2 separate regions of the Mus musculus genome follow, and region 1 is linked to region 2. Evidence: chromatin contacts called from public HiCAR-type data. All regions are on one chromosome and are shown on one strand. Each heading gives the region's core, a stretch centred on a gene start, on an enhancer-like site or on the middle of the called end of the contact. The rest is flanking DNA. Distances are from core to core; before and after follow the strand shown.

What was found. HiCAR-type assays count read pairs that join an accessible place to other places.
Region 1: a contact with region 2 is called in a HiCAR-type map of kidney, with 4 times the contacts expected there. The contact joins the enhancer-like site here to the promoter of Emx2 in region 2. A contact is called at or near these places in 2 of 39 promoter capture datasets (hippocampal neurons and liver), 6 of 484 Hi-C or Micro-C datasets (cerebral cortex, nephron progenitors, neural progenitor cells and 1 more), 11 of 115 datasets of contacts at active chromatin or transcription factors (craniofacial prominence, embryonic forebrain, embryonic limb bud and 6 more) and 3 of 9 other capture datasets (adipose tissue, embryonic tail and pancreatic islet).

The regions. Positions count from the first base shown.
Region 1 is chr19:59,685,085-59,688,599 of GRCm38.p6, reverse strand. All of the region lies in intron 2 of Gm41878 (a long non-coding RNA gene), which reads left to right. All of the region lies in intron 1 of Gm46661 (a long non-coding RNA gene), which reads right to left. Among named protein-coding and RNA genes, the nearest start is that of Gm46661, 5.0 kb to the right of the region's middle. Within about 2 kb of position 1,514, at least 14 of the 459 cell types and tissues checked have an H3K27ac peak or open chromatin away from gene starts, as enhancers often do. A contact at or near this core is called in kidney, where this site is marked.
Region 2 is chr19:59,456,866-59,460,651 of GRCm38.p6, reverse strand. It overlaps Emx2 (empty spiracles homeobox 2), which reads right to left and starts at 1,962. Exons shown (of 3, transcript NM_010132.2): 1 at 1,028-1,962. The coding sequence starts at 1,436. It also overlaps Emx2os.

The DNA.
Region 1 (3,515 bases), core at 265-2,764, 230 kb before region 2:
GTTCTTATGGCCCCTGGTCCCTGCATCTCATAGCAATTCTGACTTGTAAGAAGCCAAGATAGCGAATGTGGGGCTTACTACCCATGGCTGCCTGGAATAGCTTTTATAGAATGCATGTCTACAGTCCAAAAAAATTTTTTTCTTGGTTTTAAATACCCTGAAGGATCGAGTCCAAAGATTTAGTTAAATCCCATTATAGTTGAGAAAGGCATACCTTCCAGGTATCTTCGGAGTTCTTTCTTCCCTGTGGCTATTGTCTACTTCCCTGAGTTCTACCCTTAAGGTGTGGTTCACCAAATTACCACAGTCATGTCATTAGGGACACTAAGGGACTGTCATGTCCTAGGACCTAGCCGTGGGTGTAGGTATCTCAAATGTCCCCTGGCAGCACATGCATCTAGACTTGGTCCTGCTACCAAGCGTCCCTCTGAAAGGCCCTGGCAATGTCAGACTCCAATCTGGTCACCCTGAACAACGCATGCTAGCTGACGCCTTGCCCAGCATGCTTTGGTTTCTGGGTATCTAGCCTTTTCTCAAGTATGCTTTGACTTGTGGGGTATCAATCTATTTGTGTTGCCCTCTCTCCTCTTAAAGATCATTCATGCTTTCCTGCTATGTTCAGACACATTTCAAATTTTTTCTTTTCTGCCCTTTGCCCAGTTTCCTCCTCCACCAGTTTACAGTTTAAGCTCAGACATGGCCTCCTCTGGGAAGCCTTCCCCAATGCCCTTCCATCTCCCACAGCTGGCTGTGTGCCCCAGCAAGGTATCCAGGGAGTCCTGCATTCTGTGACTGTCCCCTGCTTGTCTCTCTTGTTGACTGAGTTAACGTACTTCCTAGGATCTGGTATTGAACCCTGAGTGGAACCATCTATAACATGAATAACTTAATAGATCCTCCATGGCTTCTTCTGTAGCTAGTACTCAAAGTTCTCTGGACATCTCAAGACAAGCATCTCAGAGTTCCCATGATGCTCTGGGAGATGTCAGAACTCTCCAGGGTCTGACCCCAGCAGAGGCCTGTGGTTTCACTGCCTGTGGAAATTGAGCTGGCAGATCAAAGGCAGCGGTGACTATAGTGCAGATTGCTAGCAGCCAGCATTATCAGAATATCAGCATCCGCGGAATTGATAGTTCAAAATTAAGTGAGTTAATGATTGACGTCCATTCGTAAAATCTGACCTACTGCCTCACCTCCTGCAAACAGTGCCTTTCCTACTCTGCCCCTGCTTGTAGGGATATGCCACATAGAAGTTCAGTTCCTGCTTGCCCTGCCCAGCTCTGCCCAGGCCTCAGCCAGGCTTCACAGCTACCCTGTACTCAAGTCCCCGCATCAGGCCTGTTAGATGTCTCAGGAGAGTCTTAGCACCTTCGTTGCCTTTCAGAGCTGAAAGCTCACAAATCTGACTAAAGGGGAAAAGCCTGGTGCAACTTTGCACCTGTAAAACATGAGTCACTTAATTAAAAAAATACTTCCAAATCAGGTTCATGATCCTCTCTGTGTGGGCAGGAAAGTGTGGTGCTGGTGTAGGTGAGAAATACCTTCAGCTGCATGGCTTAGCAAAGGGTGACCTGGGTCTGCATGTTCTCTGGCTGCCTGAATTTTGGAAAAGAACCCTCTTGTGTCAGGAAGTAGGGCAGGCAAGGCTGTTTCCCGTTTCTGTTCGGAAGCCAAGGAAGGGAATGGAAACCTCGGGAGGAAGAGCTGGGACTCACCACATCAAATGACGTCATGAGCACCCCTCAGGGAAATCTGTAGCAGAGTATCCCTCATGAAGACAGCCAGCATAATGGAACTTGTAGTTCAGACAAGGCTCCAGTTCTCTAGCCACAGGGTCCTCTGAAAACTAGATTGGTCTGGAATGACCCACTGGCCTGACACAGTCCTTGGCAGCACTGTGTCTTCTTCTGCAGAATAGGGATAATCTATCCATTCATCAATGGCGAGCATTCCTGCAGTGAGGTCAGCTACGTGAAGCCGTGCTGGCACCCTGAGGCAATGCCTGGTTCCAAGCCCACTCCCCTCCCTCCTAAGGGTTAGCCATATTCATTCTTAATGTCTGCACGGCACAGGTCACCTGGAGTCACTCCAGGAATGTGTTTCTTTGTGGCTTGTCCTAAACCTTTCTAGAAAATGGGCCGAGGACATAGGAAAGCAGGGTCCCAGGTTCTTTGTCACACATCGTGTCTAAGGGACATCAGGGGTCCTCCCCCAGAGTTCTGAACTACTGGCTGGGCTGATAGCATAGATGTGGGAGGTCAGAGCAACACAGATGGCAGGGAGCAGAAGATCACCGCTAACCACGCCCTCGGGTCCTTTAGCTCAACTTGCCTTTTGGGACCACATATTAATAAAACAATGGAATTTTTATTTCTCTTTCTCATAAATTACATAATTCAAACCTTAAAACACCTTTAATGAACAGTGAGTACCCATGTGACACTTAATAAAGCGGGCTCAGCTCAGTTTCTGCTTGACAGGCTACCAGCCGTGAATGTGCCTTGGGAGTAAATGATTAAGAGGTAGAGGCCTTTCCCGGGCTCTACTATTAAACACTTCAAAGGTTTCCCAAGCCAGAAAAAATGGAAAGCAAATGTGTCCACCACCTCTCAAATGCCTCGAATGTTTTAGCAGGTGCAAGCAATGAAGCCTTCCGTGGCGACGGCGGTTTGGGGTCTGCAAAGTGCACCCAACTGGATTCTGGGAACTCTGGACCAGATTCATAAAAATTCATGATTTCCACTGAGGAGAGATGGTCGTCTTCCGAGCCCATCTGCATATGTGGCACAGAAGGAAAATATCACAGGGTCCTCTGGGTCATAGTTCAGCTAAACCTCTTGGGTTCCTGGCTGGAATGGCAAGCCTCATTTATGCTGGAAGACATGGAGCGATTTTTCAGTTTGGTCTAGAGTTTCCTTTTTGTCTGTGTATGTGGGGTGGTGGTGGGGTGGTGATGCATATTCATGCAAGTTCGTGTGTGTGCGTGGGTATATGTGCATATGTGTCCATGTACACGGGAAGGTCAGAGGACAGCTTCAAGTGCCATTTCATTGAACCATTGTGTGTTTTGAGACAGGGTCTCTCATTGGCCTGGTGCTCTCTAAGTAGGATGGGCTGGCTGACCAGTGAGCATTTTCATGGCAGATGGACCTCAGGTCCTCATGCTTATTAGTCAAGTGAGTGACCAACTAAGCTCTCAGCCCAGCCCTGGGATTGTTACCTAAAAGCACATTTATGTTCAGGTCAAAGCCATGTTGTCTTTTGTTAGTCTGGGGACAGGCAGGTATATGAGGATCCAGGTATATTTATGCATGAGCTAGGACCACTCTGCAGACTAAAACCAGCACATTTATCACCCAGGACATGATTTTATCCAAATCCACTTCTCTGGCTTTGATTGGAAAAATGGTCTGAGCTTCTCATAGAAGCATTGGAACCACATGGCAGAATTCAGTATTTGTTCTTGGATTTTCTTAGTGTTCCAAGATGAAAACAGTAGGAGAAGTTAGCCATCT
Region 2 (3,786 bases), core at 713-3,212:
AATATATAAAATGGCGAGCTGGCATACACCCGAGTCTAGACTGACAGGAATGCGAAGTGTTATTGAATGGAAAAGCCCGTCGTTATCGATCGCGCCCGGCGGAGGTAGGTCTTTTATGGACTGCAGTCGGCAAACTAATTCGAACCCTTTTCCTAAAGTTTTAACTTTCTTACCAACCCCAACCCAGAAGCATACAAAATTACTAAATCGGGGAAAAAAATGAAGATATCCAAACAGATCTTCCCTTGTCGGGCCTTCTCTCGACTGGATTTTCTCTTTTCTTTTCTTAAATTTCTTTCTTAATTTCTTTCTTTCTTTCTTTCTCTCAGGAAGAACAAAAACAAAAACAAAAATCAGCAACCAAAGACCAAACGGAACCCGACTTCCCGCCACGTCCAGCGGGTGCCCGGGTTAAACAGGTCGCTGAGAGAACTAGTGGAGCTGTGGAGGTTTCTATTCGCTCTCTTCCCGCCCCTCCCTGGGCCTCCAGAGCAGGAGGAAGGAAACAGTTTGCTCTGAGGTTTCCAAGGTCTCCTTGTCTCCTTAAAGGGGTTGAAGACCTAGAAGTTGCGGGTCTGGGCTGGGGGGACATAGAGTGAGTGTAGAGCAGAGTTGAAGTCCAGTGAACCTGGCCATGTGGCCCTGTCCGAGTCCCTGAGTGATAGACCGGCCGGGAACACGGTCCAGGGAAACAGGATTCAAAGACCTCGCGGGCTCAGAGCTTCTTGACAGCGGGCTTCGTCGCCCAGCATCGTGTCCCAGCCAGCCCGACCCCGGCCCGAACCACGGGACACCTCGTTTGCACCCTTTTACAAAGGGTCAAGGAGTGGGCAAGCCAGTAACCCAAACGAGCTTCAGAGACTGGGGACCAAAGCCTCTCGGGCCCCTAGCTGCCCAGTTTCAGAACCAAGAACCCGGGCTGACCTCCGCCCGTCCAGGCCTCGAGGAGCGCCCACCCGGAGCAGGCCGGGCGCAATGAAGGAGGCGACCGGAGCGGCGTGCTTCAGTTCCGCGACGTGGCACGTACCTTGGAAGCGATGACCCAGATATCGGTAGCGGTGGATGAGCCAGGGGTAGAAGGTGGACGGGTCCCGCTGCTGCGAGGCGAAGAGGGGGTGTGGCGAATGCGAGGAGGGCAGGGGGTGGGCGGCCAGGGCGTGCGGCGGCGGCACCGGGTGCACCGGCACGGCGGGGTTGGGCGGGTGCGAGACCGCCTCGGCGAACACCAAGTCCGGGTTGGAGTAGACGCCCCTGCCGGCGGCGGCGGCGGCGGCGGCCGAGTGGAAGCCGTTGAGGAACGGATTTATGGGACTGGAATTGGCGTAGCTGAGTGCCGCGGGACGGATGGGATCCTCGGAGCGCGAGGCAGGCAGGGGACTGTCCTTGGCCACCAGCGACTCGATGGTGAAGCAGCGCTTGGGCGCCGGCTGAAACATGCTGCGCCGAGGAGCGGGCGCGCTGGGCTCCCTGCTCCCGGCGACCGCGGCGCGCTGCCTCCGCCGCCCGCTGCCCGCGGCGAGGACCGAGGAGAATGGGGGACTCGTTTGTTTGGGGTGGGGGTGGGGGTAAGGAAAGGAAGGAAGGAAGAAAGGAAAGGAAAAAGGAAAGGAGGGGGAGGGGGAGGAGAGGCAAAGCCGAAGATCCCGAGAATCTTGCACCAAACGCGCCCAACCTGGAGAGAGGGGGGAAAATCCTTCCAGAAGAATTTGCAGGCGTGGATTGGGGTAATATTTTTTTGAGCGAGGTGGCGTGGGGGGGGGGGAGATTGGAGTTAGAGGCAGGGAGGGGGTTTTCGGGGAGGCAAAAAAAAAGTTTTCTCTCCTTTGCAAAAGGCGGGCAGGGCGCCCTAAGTCCAAGGACAATCCATGGAAGTGTTCGCTTCTTCACTAGTAGTGCAAACGATTTGTTAGTTCATGAGCCTAATTAGTGCGGGGATCACATAAACAGCTTCCTCCGAAGCCTGGTAAATGGCTTGATGATTGGTCGCTATTACTCGCCCTGAGGTGGAAGGGGGGAGACTCTTTAAAGTGCGTCAGAGGGAGGCGAACGCCTGGGAACCCGGAGGCCTGGATCCGGGCCCAGAATGGAACGGAGTCGGCGCTACTGCCCCGGCTGTGCCTCCAGCCGCCCGCCCGGCCGCCGACCTCTTGGTGTCTTCGCCCTGCGCTCCGGGCTAGCTCCCTCGCTCCTGCGGCGCCCGCTGCGGCTTCTCTCCTCCTCCTTCGCCTCCTCCGCTTCCCTCTTCTCCTCCTCTTCCTCGTTCCTCTCCTCCTCCTCTTCCTCCTCCTCCTCTTTCCCCCTCCTCCTCCCCCTCAGCCACCGCCTCCTACTGCACCCACACCACTCCCACCGGGGCACCCGGGTCCCTGCAGAGTCTCGGGGCTGCGCTGCCTTTGCTGCGGACCCCTGGATCCTAAGCCTGCGGCGCTGGAGCTGATGGGACTGAATCACGGACGGACACGCAGATTTCTTCACACCCTAAGCTCCGCTGCGGTTGTCCCCTGGAGGCCCGCGCCCGGGTCACTGAGATGGCTTCGGGCGCCCGGCGAGGGTAAGCGGGCGGGGACTGGTTCCGGGCAAGGGCTAACCCGCTTCACTCCTACCAATCCCCACCCCCAGCAAAACTCCCGAGGTTTCCTAGGCGCTCGAGGGGGGGGGTCCTCCCACCCCTCCAACCAAGCGTAGCTTCGAGGTTCCAGGGTCCACGCGTTTGCAGTCTTTGACCCGGCTGGTTCGTTTTTTTAAGTTCAAACCTGAGGGGCCAGCTGCGCCTGTACCGTGGCAGTGGACTTCCAGCTTGCACCCAAGAGTTTCTGCTTATCCTTTCTGGAGGGTGGTCACTTCTGTCCCCAAAACAGCTCTTTCTGGGAAATGTGGGGTTATTTGGGAAAGGAGTCTTGGGTCCTAGGTCAGAAGCTGAAGTTATGACTGTGTTATCGTTCCATTGTCCTTAGTGGCGTTGACACTGTTCCCATTATTGCTATTATTACTGTACCTATTTTTATTCTGACATCTGTTGTCCCAGGGCTGGGTTGCTCTACAAATCCAGGTTTCGCAACCTGGCACTTAGGATTGTGTCTCCGGTCCTAGGCCCTGTCCGCATTTTCGAGCTTGCCTTCGGTTTTGGGATGATTTTAGGGCCGACTTCTCTCGTCCCCATTGGCTCACGCTGAGGCATAATTATGATCACATCCCCCCAGCCTGCTGGCGCTGCTCTCTGTTTATTGGTGGTTAAAGATCTATTATCTATTCATCAGCCGCCTCCCCCCCCCCACACACACACCCTTTGCCAATTACATTCTTCTAAAGTGAAGTACCAGCAGGTATTTTACAATTAATGATAATTTTTTTCTGGCGTCCTTTAAATCTGTTACTCCCAGGTCGAAGCCATTTATCCTAAGAGGGATAAAATATCTGTGCTTGGTGGCTAGGTTGCCTGAGACCCGGGAGAAGCAGATCTGGAGAAGACAGACGTGAAGTCCTCTAGAGGGACTATGAAAGCCACCTGATTCCACCAAGGGTCTGGGTCTTAGGACGCTCCAGGTAGTCCCGGCAATAATAATAATAAGGAGAGGTCTCCTGTTTGGTTTCTTGGGGTTTTTTTTTTGTTTTGATTTTTTTGTTGTTGTTTTGTTTTTCCTCTACTGCTGTTCAGGTTGTGTGCGTTTCTTGTATAGCGTTCATGTGAGAAGGCAGAAGCTCAAGGGAGCCCCTAGGTAGAATGGGAGTTGAGAAAAGTGTTTCCACCTCAGCTTTGCTCTCCTCGTGGTATAAATCTGCCCTTGC